Regions from separate parts of the Mus musculus genome. Here regions 1 and 2 are each linked to region 3. Evidence: chromatin contacts called from public Hi-C data. All regions are on one chromosome and are shown on one strand. Each heading gives the region's core, a stretch centred on a gene start, on an enhancer-like site or on the middle of the called end of the contact. The rest is flanking DNA. Distances are from core to core; before and after follow the strand shown. Region 1 has its middle 230 kb from the start of Cadm2. Region 2 holds the start of Cadm2 (cell adhesion molecule 2). Region 3 overlaps Cadm2 (cell adhesion molecule 2).

What was found. Hi-C and Micro-C count contacts between places; a contact is called where the count stands out from the background.
Region 1: a Hi-C map of cerebellum shows a contact between it and region 3, with 2.0 times the contacts expected there. The contact joins two enhancer-like sites. A contact is called at or near these places in 2 of 484 Hi-C or Micro-C datasets (cerebellar granule neurons and cerebellum).
Region 2: a Hi-C map of cerebellum shows a contact between it and region 3, with 2.1 times the contacts expected there. The contact joins the promoter of Cadm2 here to the enhancer-like site in region 3. A contact is called at or near these places in 3 of 484 Hi-C or Micro-C datasets (cerebellar granule neurons and cerebellum) and 2 of 115 datasets of contacts at active chromatin or transcription factors (astrocytes and embryonic forebrain).

Annotation. Positions count from the first base shown.
Region 1 is chr16:67,848,906-67,853,365 of GRCm38.p6, forward strand. No RefSeq gene overlaps it. Among named protein-coding and RNA genes, the nearest start is that of Cadm2, 230 kb to the left of the region's middle. Within about 2 kb of position 1,521, at least 12 of the 459 cell types and tissues checked have an H3K27ac peak or open chromatin away from gene starts, as enhancers often do. A contact at or near this core is called in cerebellum, where this site is marked.
Region 2 is chr16:67,617,947-67,622,623 of GRCm38.p6, forward strand. It overlaps Cadm2 (cell adhesion molecule 2), which reads right to left and starts at 2,962. Exons shown (of 10, transcript NM_178721.4): 1 at 2,225-2,962. The coding sequence starts at 2,285.
Region 3 is chr16:66,889,543-66,894,387 of GRCm38.p6, forward strand. The region is part of intron 2 of Cadm2 (cell adhesion molecule 2); the gene reads right to left. Among named protein-coding and RNA genes, the nearest start is that of 1700010K23Rik, 230 kb to the left of the region's middle. Within about 2 kb of position 3,234, at least 9 of the 459 cell types and tissues checked have an H3K27ac peak or open chromatin away from gene starts, as enhancers often do. A contact at or near this core is called in cerebellum, where this site is marked.

The sequences.
Region 1 (4,460 bases), core at 271-2,770, 960 kb after region 3:
TGGAGCATTGAGCTAAGACTTGATTCTATGCCATTGTTAAAGCTACTGTGCCTCTCCTATTCCACAACTTTTAAGGGTTTATGAATAAAATGGAATAAAATAAAGGCAGAAAGTAAAAACATACTATGTTTATAAAAATTTTAAATAGAGAAGAAAAGAATAATTATGGGGAGGTAATTGTCATGCTTGTTTTGTTGCAGACTTTAATCATATGTTTATATGGTAACCAAAATGGAATGTTCTATCCTTGCTAGCAGTTTTTGAAATAAAGAAGCAATTGATCATGTGAAATCCTGGAGGGCTTAAGCTACCATGTACTTGATGAGTAAATGACAAATTAAAATATCACTAAGCTCAAAGGAATACAAGAACAGATTGTGAGAAATTATAATAGATTTATAGGTGGGAAGGAGTGTAGAATTAAGAAGACTACTCAATAAAGCCTTTGAAACTTTTTTCTTCTGGTAAAATTATCCTGTAAGAAATTATAAATTATCCTGTAAAATATAAAATGTAGGCTACACCAAATGATGATGAACTGGTCTTAAACCAAATTTCGGTCAAAAGAAGTTATTAATATTGAAAGAGAATGTCTGATTGACTATCAGAGGTAAACTGATTTGCATCCAGAGGAGGATAATAATTGTTTTTACTACCTATCTATGACAGTTATATAAGTGTCATTTTCCAGGAGAGATATGATTAAAAGTAAGTGTTGAGATAGAAAATATAATGTTACTAGTATCTATCAATGGGCTGCAGAATAAATGAGAAAAAAAGGGAAGAGAGGAATGGAGGGAGCAAATGATAGAAAGAGGGAGGGAAAGGATAAAAGAAAATAACTTTAGCCTGTGTTCAGTTCACAATTAATCTTCTGCTATCATAATATTTGCATGATATTTTGCATACCAAATTGTTTCAAGAGCTTTAGTGGGTGATTTATAAGGGAGCTGCAAATCAACTTATATCCTTTGGAACACATTACATGTCCTCTCTGAACTGTGAGTTACTGTTGTGAATATGAAAAAATACAAAGTAATATAGAATATGACCCTTGCCTTTAAGAGGCTAATAATGTTTGTAGAAAGAAAAAAAAAACATGCAGATAATTACAGAATATTCATGGGCTTGGCTGTGAAACTGGATTATATATAGACTAGAAGAAAAAAAAAAAAAAAGGAAAGGTCAATGTCAGCAAAAGTAATCAAAAGAAAGTGCGCAGTGAGGTAGATAAGACTTACTCCAGGTCATGAGAATTACGGAAGATTTAGATAAACAGAAAGGGTGAGAGAAAACCACATTAGGATGATACAAGTATTCAGGGCTTGCAGGTGACAAAGGGCAGTGGTTGGAGAATGTAAATGCTGCTTCAGGTAGCTGAAATCATCAGAAAACAGTCAATACAGAGTACACAAAAACCCTCAGCAGAAGAGAAAGGGGAACTGTGGCAGATATTCTGACTGCTTGCAACATTAGGAGCAGCAGATCGACCAGATGGGACTGCAGAAGCCAGGGATGGGGTGGATCTTTTTAAAAATAGGCAGAAAGCTACCCATTAAATTGAGAAGCTGAGCCCAGGATGGTGACAGGTTTTGAAAAGAATGGGCGGAAAGAAACATAAGCCACAATTTGGCTTTTCAAAGCCACACATGCACAAACAAAAAAAAAAAAAAAAAACTTCAAATATGAAAGATGAGAATGTGAAGTTCAAACAGCAGAGTCTTTTAATTTTTGCTCTGAATTTCTTTGAACTTGTTTACTTTGTTTTATTTATTCTGTCAAATTATTGTCTCTAATATTTGAATATTTAATTCACAAAATGATTTCATAGCCGTTAAAGTAAACTTTAGGTAATAATAAATTTAACAATAATTCCAAGATGAAATAAAGCTTTTAAAATGTTTCATTACACTTTCGATGGTTAAATTTACTCTTATACTCTTAATTTTTTTTTACAGTATTATTTGTTTTGCTTTTGGTCTTTACATGATCCTACTATTTTTACAAATTAAATTGAACTCATTTCTCTGAAACCATTTACTAATTTAGAATTCCATCTTTCTTATGCAGTTGATTAAAAATTAAGCTCTGAGGCAAGAGATATGGTTTAGTTATTAATATTATGACCATTACATGGCTCCATAGGTGTGTTCCTAGCCCTCAAGTTTAACAGTTCACAATAACTTATAACTCTAGTTCCAGGGTATCTAACACCCTTTTCTGGAATCCATGGGCACCTGCACACAGATTCACATAATCCTGCACACACACACACACACACACACACACACACACACACACACACACGCACGCACGTACATAGACACACATAAACAAATAACAAAAGTAAATCCTTAAAATTAGATCCTGATTAAATTTTTCTGCATTATAAAGCAAATAGAACATCTATACTGCATAATTTTTCAATCTATTTGATTTGTAAGTAAAATGGAATTTTATCAAGACTTTTAACCTTATATATTTTTAACAATAGATATGAGTGAATAAACTGGTCACTGAAAAAAAATGAAGAAAACAAAAACGGTGTAAAATGGAGCAATGGATCATGGCATATAAGATTAACACATTATTTCCTCAGCTTCAATTATCTTAATGTTTGAAAGCATTTTTCATTATGTAAAACAAAGTGAATTGCCATCATTAAAGTATTTCTGTTTGGTAGTCTGAAAGAGATTATGCATGCAAATATTAGACAGATTTAAAAAATATTCCTTGTTAATTCCCTGCTTTCAAAAACAAGTTGATTGCATTATATAAATATTTTGGTGTTATTTGAAAGAAAATAGCTGGTGTGGGAAATGGAATAATCTTCCCTAAGGATGTCCTCATCATAATTATAAGGACCGTGAATGTGATACCATTGTGAAGGAGTAGCTGGAGGTTCTCCACTTAGTCTATCTACATAGACACAGGGGAAACTTCTTTTGTGTTGACGGCTCTGATGTCCACACTGGGCTTCCAGATCTAGAGGCTTGTATCTATTACCCGTGAGAGCTGAAGGATTGGGACTCTGAGCATTAAAAGCCAAAGAGGCATTGTTTTATATATGCAATTCACAGAGTTTAGAATTGTAAACATAGTCCTATAGCTCTTGGACTCTAGAGGTTAGGGAATTTTCTTGAGGTTGAGTAATCTATGCTTGTAAGGCATATAGGCTCATACCCTGCCTTCTCCTTTCCATCCTCTCACTGACTGCAATCTCAGTAGGGCTGTAATTTTTTTTCCTTCACAACATCTTCATTTATTCTTATCTTATAGCACTTTCTGATACTGATTTCTTTGGAACTCTCCAGCCACTTCTGTTTCTTCTTTGTTTAAAACAAACAAACAAAAAACAAAAGCATATAAATACATTTATTTTCCATATTGAGATTCCTTATTCAACTCTTCTTTTGTCATGGCCAATATTTAACTAAATAAGTGCCTTTTGTTCTTGGGGTCAAATGTAATAAAAAACAAAAGGATATTAAAAAGAATCCATTATTAATTCATATTTTTGCAATATTATGAAGTTAAAGCACAGGGGTGATACTGCCAAAACTAACCTTTAAGATGGAAAGACTGACAAGAGACACTTGAGCTACTCTATTAAAATAGAAAGTCTCTGATGGACTATAGAGTCATTTCTAGAGCAGCCTGAACTACAGAAAGACACAGTTACAAAATTTAAAAAAATAGCATGATTAAATCTAAAGTTAGAACACTGGAAAGATGTCTTAGGAGGTAGGTTCATTACCTACTCTTCTAGAGGACCTGGGTTCAATTCCCAGGATCCATACCAGGGCTAATAAGCATTTGTAACTCCAGTTTCAGGCCATATGGTACCCTTTTCTGGTTTATGTTGCCATGAATGCATCCAGTTGCAGACATCTATGTAGGCAAAACACTTGTACATATAAAATATAAATTAAAAATAATACAATTTGTCCAAGAATTTCATAAATTCATTGTTTTTAATAGCTGAGTAGTACTTCATTGTGTAAATGTACCACATTTTCTGTATCCATTCTTCTGTTGAGGGACATCTGGGTTCTTTCCAGCTTCTGGCTATTATAAATAAGGCTGCTATGAACATAGTGGAGCATGTGTCCTTCTTACCGGTTGGAACATCTTTTGGGTATATGCCCAGGAGAGGCATTGTGGGATCCTCCGGTAGTACTATGTCCAATTTTCTGAGGAACCTCCAGACTGACTTCCAGAGTGGTTGTACAAGCTTGCAATCCCACCAACAATGGAGGAGTGTTCCTCTTTCTCCACATCCTCGCCAGCATCTGCTGTCACCTAAATTTTTGATCTTAGCCATTCTGACTGGTGTACAAATAGATGTATCTGGAGGATATCATCCATAGTGAGGTAACCCAATCACAAAAGAAGTCATTAGATATGCACTTACTGATAAGTGGATATTAGCCCAGAAACATAGAACACACAAGATACAA
Region 2 (4,677 bases), core at 1,712-4,211, 730 kb after region 3:
CATCGCAATCACCAAATTAACTGATTTCCCCACATCTCTCTTCCCATAACTGGTGCATGCAGGCGCTGGCTTGCCGCGCGGGATGCGCGCGCCCGCGCGCGCGCGTACACACACACACACACACACACACACACACAGACACACACACCACTCACACACGCACGCACGCAGACAGGCATGCACGCACAGAGGGAGGGAGGAGGGAGGAGGGAGGAAACAGCTGAGAAATCCAAGTTACTGAGAGGTGAACTAGGGACTCCAAGAGGATGTTTTCTCGGCAGGATTAGAAATCCAAGTAAAGCCTTCAGCCACCTGGGTGAGGAGTACCAGGGTGGAGGAGTGAGCGCTGAGAAAAGGGAGCAGGAGGTGCAAGCCATGAAAATGCACTATCTGCTTTCTTGGCACATGACATTTTAAATTTATATCCCATGTAAAATAGGTTTAAAAATCTCCTCGATATATTCAAGGAAACATCTGTACACGGTTAGTTAATTGATTCAGCAATTTCCTGTCCATTACTTCACTTACATTCATAAATATGCACAAATAACATACTGTCCCAATATATAACCCCCAGAAGACGGCAAGAAAGAGGCTACATTCCAAGAACTTGCTGAAAGATGGTTCATTGACCTCATTTAAATCCTGCAAAAAATAATAATAATTTAAAAAAAAAAAAGGTTTGGGTCTGAATCTCCGGTGTGTCTACATGTGTCTTACTTCCACATTCCTTTAACCCAGAGACAAATAAATTTGATCAACTAATCTTTCTCACAAATACCAATGGATGGCAGAAGAGTTGGAGGTGAACAAAGATTTATCAAGAAAAGAGACACCCAGCTTTAAAAAAAAAAAAAAAAAAAAGATCTATTGACCATCATCTCGCATTCATCCTTTCCCGTTTCTCTCATTCAAGCCGCATCCCTGTGCTACTCTTCAAAGCAAGGATCTTCCGCCTTTCGGTCCTGCACATGCACGCCTCTTCTGCCTCCTCCACCACCCCAAAGTGCTTCTCCCATACACTCCAACTCACGCCTTGCCATTTATTTCAAAATTAGCATCTTCTTCCCCTTCCACACATCCCACCTCCTCCATCCTCCAAAAGAGAAGGTCTGGGAGAAATGAGCCCAAATCCCCTAGCCGCTTTGCATCAGGACCAGTGATTTGCATAACTGTTTTGTGTGGTTTCCCTCCATTGCAGACGCAAGGTTTTTGCATTTCGCGTTGAAGGATGATATTAATTACGGAAAGAAGCGGCAGACAGAGGATAGACAGACAGGTAAAGATTCTGAGCGAAAATCCAAAGCAGTGAAGTAGCTGCCAGAGTGCATGCATTTCTTTGCTTAAAAAAAAAAAAAAAAGCAAACCACGCAGACTGGATAATAAAAAGTCGATGTGTTGATAAAGTGGATTTATGTCTTTTAAATTGTCCCTTCGCTCCGTTTTAAATTTCTTGTTTCATTCATATTCATATTCTCTCTCTCTCTCTCTCTCTCTCTCTCTCTCTCTCTCTCTCTCTCTCTCTCTCTCTCTCTCTCTCTCTCTTTCTCCGCTCGCTCGTACTCCTCTCTCTAGACCAGACAGAGTCTCCCTTCTCTTCCTAGGTGAATGACACGTCTCGCAATCCCCCACCCCCCCACCCCGGGGATGTTATTGCAATGCACACGGTGCCGCCGCTGCTGCTGTTCTTGCCGTCGCGGGAGCTTGCTTCCAGGCTCTCACACACTTTTTAAAAGACACATGGATGAGATGCTGGTGGGAAGAAGGGAAAGAGGAAGGCGACCCTAAAAGGGGAGGAGGTTAAAGAGATGACAAGAGGTGGAAAGGGTCGCTTAAGAGCGTGATGTGGGAGGTGGCTGGCGAGGGTGGGTGGGGGAATCGGAGAATGGAATGTTGAGACAGGCACAAGTTGCCAGCCACCCTGAGTGGGAGGGGGATGCTGGCGGGGATCGAGTGGGGTGGGATGAAGGCAGCTCAGGTGAATGAAAAGGCGAAAGGTGCCGCGTAAGGAGCTTTCTGCTACCAGAACTGGGCTGAGCCAGCGCTGGAGAAGCAACGGCTGGTGCAAACTGCCACTGCCCCCTGCAGCACCGGGGCGGAGGGGGAGGGACTGGAAACCGCCGGGCACTGGGGGATTGCCAGGGGAGAGTGGAAATACGGGGTGGAATGGCAAGGATGGGGAATGGGCGTGAAGCGATGCTCCCCACAGCGGGGCGGGGATTACCTTGTAACAGGAGCCCGCAGACACTGTAGAAGCGGAGAACCGCGCTGCGTTTCCAAATCATGGTCCCTTCTTTTAAGGGTCTGGGGAAGGATCGAGGGGGCAAGGAGATGCTGGTTGAGCGAACCACACAGTGCAAGGGCTCCGCTGGTGTCGTCCCCCCGGCTCCCGCCGGACCCACGGTACCGCCGCTGCTGTGTTCGAACCCGCGCGGAAGCTGGTTGCCGGCAGCAAAAGCGGCAGTGGCAGAGCACCCGCAGAATGGGGTTTCGGTGGGCTAAATAGTTTCTTCTCCTTCTGCTGCTGGTGGTGCAGCCCCGACAACCGATCTGCCCGGCACCGGTTTGGACCTTGCCTTCCTTTCGGAGCTCGAGGCAAGTCCCAGAGCCCGCCCGGAGGTTGCTCAGGCAGGTGATGCGGAGATGCCGGGGTGTCGGGGAAGGTGCAGGCGAGGGCTGCAAGGAGTGGGTAGGTCACGGAAGGGAGGGGTGGGGGACAGGGGCAGCAAGCTGGCAGCACCGCCGCTCGCGCTCGGGTGTCAGAGTCCTGGGAGAAGAGGTGGGCAGCAGTGGTAGCAGCGCTTGGTAGCGGTGGCAGCAGCGGCGGCGGCGGCTCCCGGATGCTCCGGCTGCAGCAGCAGCAGTGGCGGCGGCGGCGGCGGCGGCGGCGGCGGCGGCGACGGAGGCGGCGGCGGCGGCAGCGGCGGCAGCAGCAGCTCTAGCGAGCACCAGACACAAGGGCAAGCTCAGCGCCGCGAAGGCCCCGCCCCTACCCTGGCCAGGGATAGGCTCCACCCCCTGACCAATAGGAACACACCCACCCACCACACCGGGCCAATGACAGAGAAGGGTGGGAGGAGACAAGCGCCGGGAAAAACAAACAGGCTTCTCAAGGACCCTTCGGGCAGGAAGCTCTGAAGCCCCCTTTCACGCACTCAGGACTGGTGTCACCTCCTTAAAGGTGGCCACGTGCTAACTTGCAGGGAAGACAGCCCTGTTCATGAACAGGTGCTGAGCCCTGGAGAAGAATTCAGCCAATCGCCACCGCGAGGGGGCGGGGTTAGCTGGATCTTCCCCCCCCCCCCCCACCACCACCACACACCCCCAGCACCATCCCATCCCACACCCCTAGGTTCTGGAATCCGATGTGCCTGGGCACGGTCCTGGGTGCGAAGTTCTTCTGAGCATTTGGACTCCTAGAGCAGATGGTGGCTTCACCTGCCCACTCACCAGCTGCAGTAGCAATCTTCAATGCTCCCAGCCGCAAAAGGGAGAGATTACAGAGGGCGTGGGAGAGGCTAAGTATAGGGCGCTGAACACCTACCTGCCTGCAAGAACTTGGGGAAGCAGAGATTTAGAAGTAAAGGAAAAAAATCACTTTGTTGTTGTTGTTGTTGTTTTTTCTTCAAAAAGTTTACGTATACCACGTCCACTTCTCCACATAGCTCTGGGAGTGACTGTATAGGGACTGAGATCCGGTTCAAATCCCATAGCTGTCTCTTTGGTTTCATAATGCTTTTGTGGTGGTATTTCTGAAGCCTTCTCAACTGAAAAAGATGATAGTAATAGTTCTCTTACCATGTAAAGAGCAAACATGTAACTGGGGCCCGATAGTTTGTCTGCTTTGCGAAGAATAGTGTAGCTGTGAAGAGGATTTTTCCTAATTAAAAATAACAGGGAATCTTATAAAATTTCTTTTAAAATGCCAACAATACTCCTAAGAAGAAAGAAGAGGAAATGTGTTTCATTCGAGGGTGTGACATAAAGTGGTCAGGAAGAATCACTTAATACAAACCACGAGCTTTAGAAGTCCAGCTTTAAATGAGCAAGACAAATTATTCACAAGTTTTTCTAACCGAGATTAATTCGTAGTTTTTTCTCCCTATGACCAGTTTTTAATTGGACCAAATTAGCAGATGATGGAAGAGTTCTGGTGTGTTGAATCAGTCACAACGTAAATAGGTCGGCTTTGTTAGATAACACACAATAGAAGCTTGCAACCAAAAAGGACTGAGGCAAAGATGAGAGGAGAGACCTATAGGGATGCCCTTTGCCCTTTCTCAAGACTGCTGCTTCCTTTGCGGCAACTTTTTATGAGCAACCCTTAAAGCCTTTTAGGTAATGACCCATTCATATCTCTACTCAACTTTCTCCATAGGTTCTCAAAATTAAGGTGTGTCATTTCAGTAATAAAATTGCAAGTAGGGTCTGAAAGGAGGAGGACGGGGGAATAATTTTATTACTGCTGAAGGTAGTTGCCCACCATGAGTTTTAGACATTAGGGAAGACAGAAAGCCCTTGCATACTGCTATCACTTAAGCTGCAGGGAGCATCAAAAGGTGATGCCCTAATACCATAACCCTTGCTTCAGCTCTGTGTCAGGAAGACTGTAACAAATGGGAATGTCAAAAAAGGACGGTTTGATATGTCAAGGTTACTGGGTTCTAGTTTGTACCC
Region 3 (4,845 bases), core at 1,984-4,483:
TACAACATTTCTTAACCGTTAAGTATGTGAAAGGCATGCTTCAACTTTCTTGGATGAATGGATCACTTTGATTTTGACATTCTTTCCCTTTTTCTTGCCCCCCCCCCATTTTCATTTCATTTCTTTCTTTTTGTTATTTCCTGTCACCTATCAAACACTGCCAATAGATATAGAAAATGCAGGAAATTTAATGGGTTATGCTCATTGTATTCATGATTTATTCTGCAGAGGTGATCTTGACATCATCTCCACCTTGAAGATTAGGGGTCTAAAACATGGAAATCTTAAAGCATGTACCCTCTCATGCAGCCATAAAGACAGAAGCAAGATTTCCAACTTTTCTCTTGTCTTTTAAGCATTCTTTCCTTAGTTATAGACTGGTTATGAACTAAACTGACTCTAACTCTGCTTCTTTAACTATGATTTTAAAAGGGTGTAGTTACAATCGAGCACTTTAAAGACATATACCATCCCTCGCGCCTCTTTTTAGCAAGTGGAAATGTATTTGAAATTCATTTTAAGGATCACGAGTGTGAGCTGACTCAGTGCAGCTTCTGAGGTTCCATGGGATGTAACTCTCACCACCCGTACTCGGTGACATAAGCTGGTAGCTTGAAATTGACCACAGAGGGAATATTTTCACCACAAAAATTGGCAAACACTACAGGCCAATAATTTTCCCCACAGAGAAAGTTGTTAAATATTTACAGCGCACCACTGAAAGTCATCATTGATGTCTCCGGTTACAACTGTATAGCTTTTCCACTTGGATTTAGATTCCTTTCACCCATCACCACACTAATTAAAAATTTTGAAACAGGTTCCATTTGCCCCCTTCTCTTTGTCTAATGAGGTTGAAGTGCTAGATTTTCCTAGACCATCCAGTTTATGTCAAACTACCATCTGTGTTTATGAACTTTCACTGGATTACAAATACAATTCGCCACTGCCTAGCTAAGAGAGGAACTCAAAAGGAATAATTCAAATGCTGAAATGTTTCATTTCCTTCATATCTTGACATAGCAGACCATAGGTTGTTTTTTTTTTCTGTTGTTGTGTTTTTGTTGTTGTTGTTTTAATTTCTCTAGTGTTTCTATCTGTTGTAAAGAAACGTCAAGCGAAAGGGGAAATAAACAGAGCCTTCGCTCCTATTGACCTGAGTTATTTAAAAACTGTCCCACACTCCCAGGTTTTGCCCTTTCCTTTACTATCAAACCACAAAAATAAGTAGCACATAATTACACAGGACACAAAGTAGCCAGTTCTTAAATAATGGACACCGTAACTAGGTTATGAGGCTGTTATAGACCATGAGAACAAAGACACAGGAAGAAAATACAGGAGTGGAGTTAATAGAGTCGGCAGAAAAAAAGATGCATGCTTTAACATTCATCCCCAAACAGGTCTGCACTCCCACAAACAGCACATTTCCAGCTTTGCTCTCTCTTCAATGCCCGAGTGGAAACAATGGTTTTCTCCAACTCTTCCTGAGCTAGAGAGTAAGCATAGAGCCCAGAAGTGCTCTGTGCATGACTGCTTCCTCTAGGAGAGCTAGAGCCACCTGAGACAGTCCTAGACAGACAGAATGAGGCTGGCCTTTGTACCCACTGAGAGGGAATAAGTAACACTCGGTGGTTTTTAAGGATGTAAGATCAAATTCTGGGGGCAAATTAACAAATTAACAGTAATTTAGGATTTCTCATTATATTTCTTTTCCCAAATATAAGGAAGACTTTTTGCAAGAAATGTCCAGACTTAAAAAAATAATAATGGAAAACAAAAAGAAGACAACAAAATTTGGGAACGTGCAGCTTTTCAATAAAAAAAAAAGTGTCAAAACCTCCGGTTATATAATGGCCTGTAATTTAACCCTTTCATTTGAAAGTATGGTTACACGACCCTATATCTGCTAAATGTATTTATAAAGTTATCTGATTCTGAAAAGATACTGCCACTGGAGTTAAATGACACAAAATATTTTTTCAGTTTGTTTAAACAATATTTTCTTTTCTCTCAGAAACGTAATTAAATGCAAAATGCATTCCTTGTGTTGAGTTTCTTATTTATGGGTTGCAAAAAGCACAAATGCCAAGTGGATCAGTACATGTAAAATATGCTAATTGTTGTGAACTATGAAGCCAGCAAGAAACAGAATGGAGTAGGCTGTGCATTTTACAGTGATGTGCTATGTAGGTCTACTCTTGTTTGGCTTTTTGCTTCATGTTATTTCAGCTCTCCCTGTCTGCTTGCTCTCTCTCTCTCTCTCTCCCCCCTCTATTGTCTCTTCTCTCAACTAGTTCAGGGCGTATTTAAATAAAGAATGTGCATCTTACAAAGTTGGAGATCATTCATGTCGCCTAAATTAGAGTCTAAAAATACATCTAAGTGCACACACAGTGTGTTATTACTTCCACTAAATTACTAAAGGCATTCGAAACAAATAACCTTCTAATGTGAAAGTTGTGGCTCAGTAGTTGTGTGGACTGAAGCACATTGCATACGAAAGCCTATTAGATGGCAAAACACAAATGTCAGGAAGGCAGGTTTACAATCCCCAAGGGAACCACAGTGGATGCTCTATCACCCGAGACAGGAAATTGGAGGAAAAATTAAGACTGATAACTAAGTGCAAATTGGTTCTCCTTGTGGTGTAACCCCCTCTTCTTCACATACTTACAGAGATTTTACTTGTCATCTTGTTTTTCTCTTTTCTGTTTTGTTTTCTAGAATGTAGATTTTAGACAATTCCTGAAATCTATTGGCTGTACCAAATAATTTTATTTTTCTTTGAGTCTACTGCATTTTTTCCCCTGCATTCAACTTTCCATTTAGAATATAACACCTGGTCTCCACCTTCTGTGCCATCCCTCATCCCAGCCACTGTGGAGCATGGCCATCAGACCATGCTGCCTGCCAGTTTCCATAGAGACAGGATGCACATTGGAGACCCATGTTCCATTACAACTGCCAGACCAAAGCCGGGAAGAGACAAAGCTGGCGGCCAGTGGGTCTTGCAAGGCCAGGAAAGGTTGGAGAGGCTTTCTCTTCCTCATATCGAAGCAAAACAGTGCCAAACTGGCAGCTTCGGGAGTTACAATCCTGTAGACCAGATCCTGGGGTTCACCGTGGCCATTGTGAGCATCACACTCTGATACCAACCCAGAGAGCAGAAGCTGCCGCACACCCAAAGCTTGGACCTCACCCCTTGTTGGCTCTGATCCGTGACAAAAGGCTCTTTCAGATTTACAGTGGCACCCGCAGCTCCTGAGGCACAGAACCATAACTCTCCTGTAGAAACTCCACGTCATTCTCTTTTCCGGAATGCGGGATGAGTTTTCTAGGTCATTCATACAAGGCAAACTTTAGGACTTAAGAGAAAAACCGCATCTCCAATGTATCCAACAATAACTCTTGACTAGGTGATCCTATAAACCATAACCTTCTTAGAGAATTCACAGAAAAGTTGTACTGTCTATATAAAAAATTTTTCTAGTCTGTTTTATTATTCAGTATTATCACCAAATCCATATATTCTTAATTATAATTTTTAGGGAGTATTTATAAATCTCTAAGAAACTTATTAAATAAATGTTTTCTGTTCTTATATAAAGTGTAGTTCATTAACCTATATTTTAATATCATTTGACTATTTAACTGTTTAGTATTCTTTTTTAAAAAGTTACATCTATAAAGTCAATTTTCCACTGAAAGGGGAAAATTGGTGTGTTATAATCATTTAAATTTGCATTTTGTTGGCAGAAAATTCAATCAGATTCTAAAGGAATAGTAAGGGTGCTTACATATTTGATATGTCTGGGAAGGTTCATGAATTAAAACAACTAAATTTAATATATTTTAAATATCAAATACAACAGAAATCTGCACTGCTAGTTATATTTTTAGAAGAGATATAAAATGTAAAGTACAGTTAAATATTAAACAAATTAAACAATTAAATATTAAAATATTAATTTATAATGTACAACTAATATACATATACATAAAATATATCTTAGCAAAATAAGACAAAGATAATGGGGCAAATTACAAATACAAATATACTAGGTCTTTAATCTGATGTTGTAGTTTTTGTTTTCCTCAATTTTAAACAGAAAACAAGGTTTTTGATTTAATGAATTTTAGTCTGAATTTTAAGTACTAGTTATTGATTTAATTTAGCATCTATATGCAGGAGTTATTTTTCTTTAGAATTGTCTCATATTTCACACATTTCTGAAAAATATGATGTAAGATTGACATTGGCTTTCTATTGATACTGTTTTTATTATTCGTTGTACTAAATATAAATAATTTCATTAAAGCAATCAATATATCTACTTATGTTTGAAGGAACCTTTATAATATTTTCTTTTAAATAATATTTCTGTAAATTTTAAGTTGTGAAAAATAAAATAATAAAAAAGTATAAAACATATATTACACGTTTTAATGGATAATTTCAATTCATATTAACCACTAAACTACAGTTATAATGTAGTCTTTTCTGAACATATACTTACTATTTGAGTGGAATTTTTCAATAAAATGTTCTTCAATTACATGAATTTATTTGTCAGATATATGCTTGATGGTGACAGTGTACCTCCCATGGGCATGACTTGAGTAGATCACCTAGAAATGACAGCTGTCCGTTCAGAACTGGCAATGAAGAGGAAGCAGCAAAATTGAAAAGACAAATACTAAAAGAAGTATCCAGCTGAGAAACGGTAACATTTCAACTATTATCTGCTTTCAAGAAAAAGCCAACAATTTGAAAATAGCCTTAGGGCAAGGATGGTGCAGAGCCAGTACTGTTCCACCAACAGCTATAAGTAAAAATCTCTA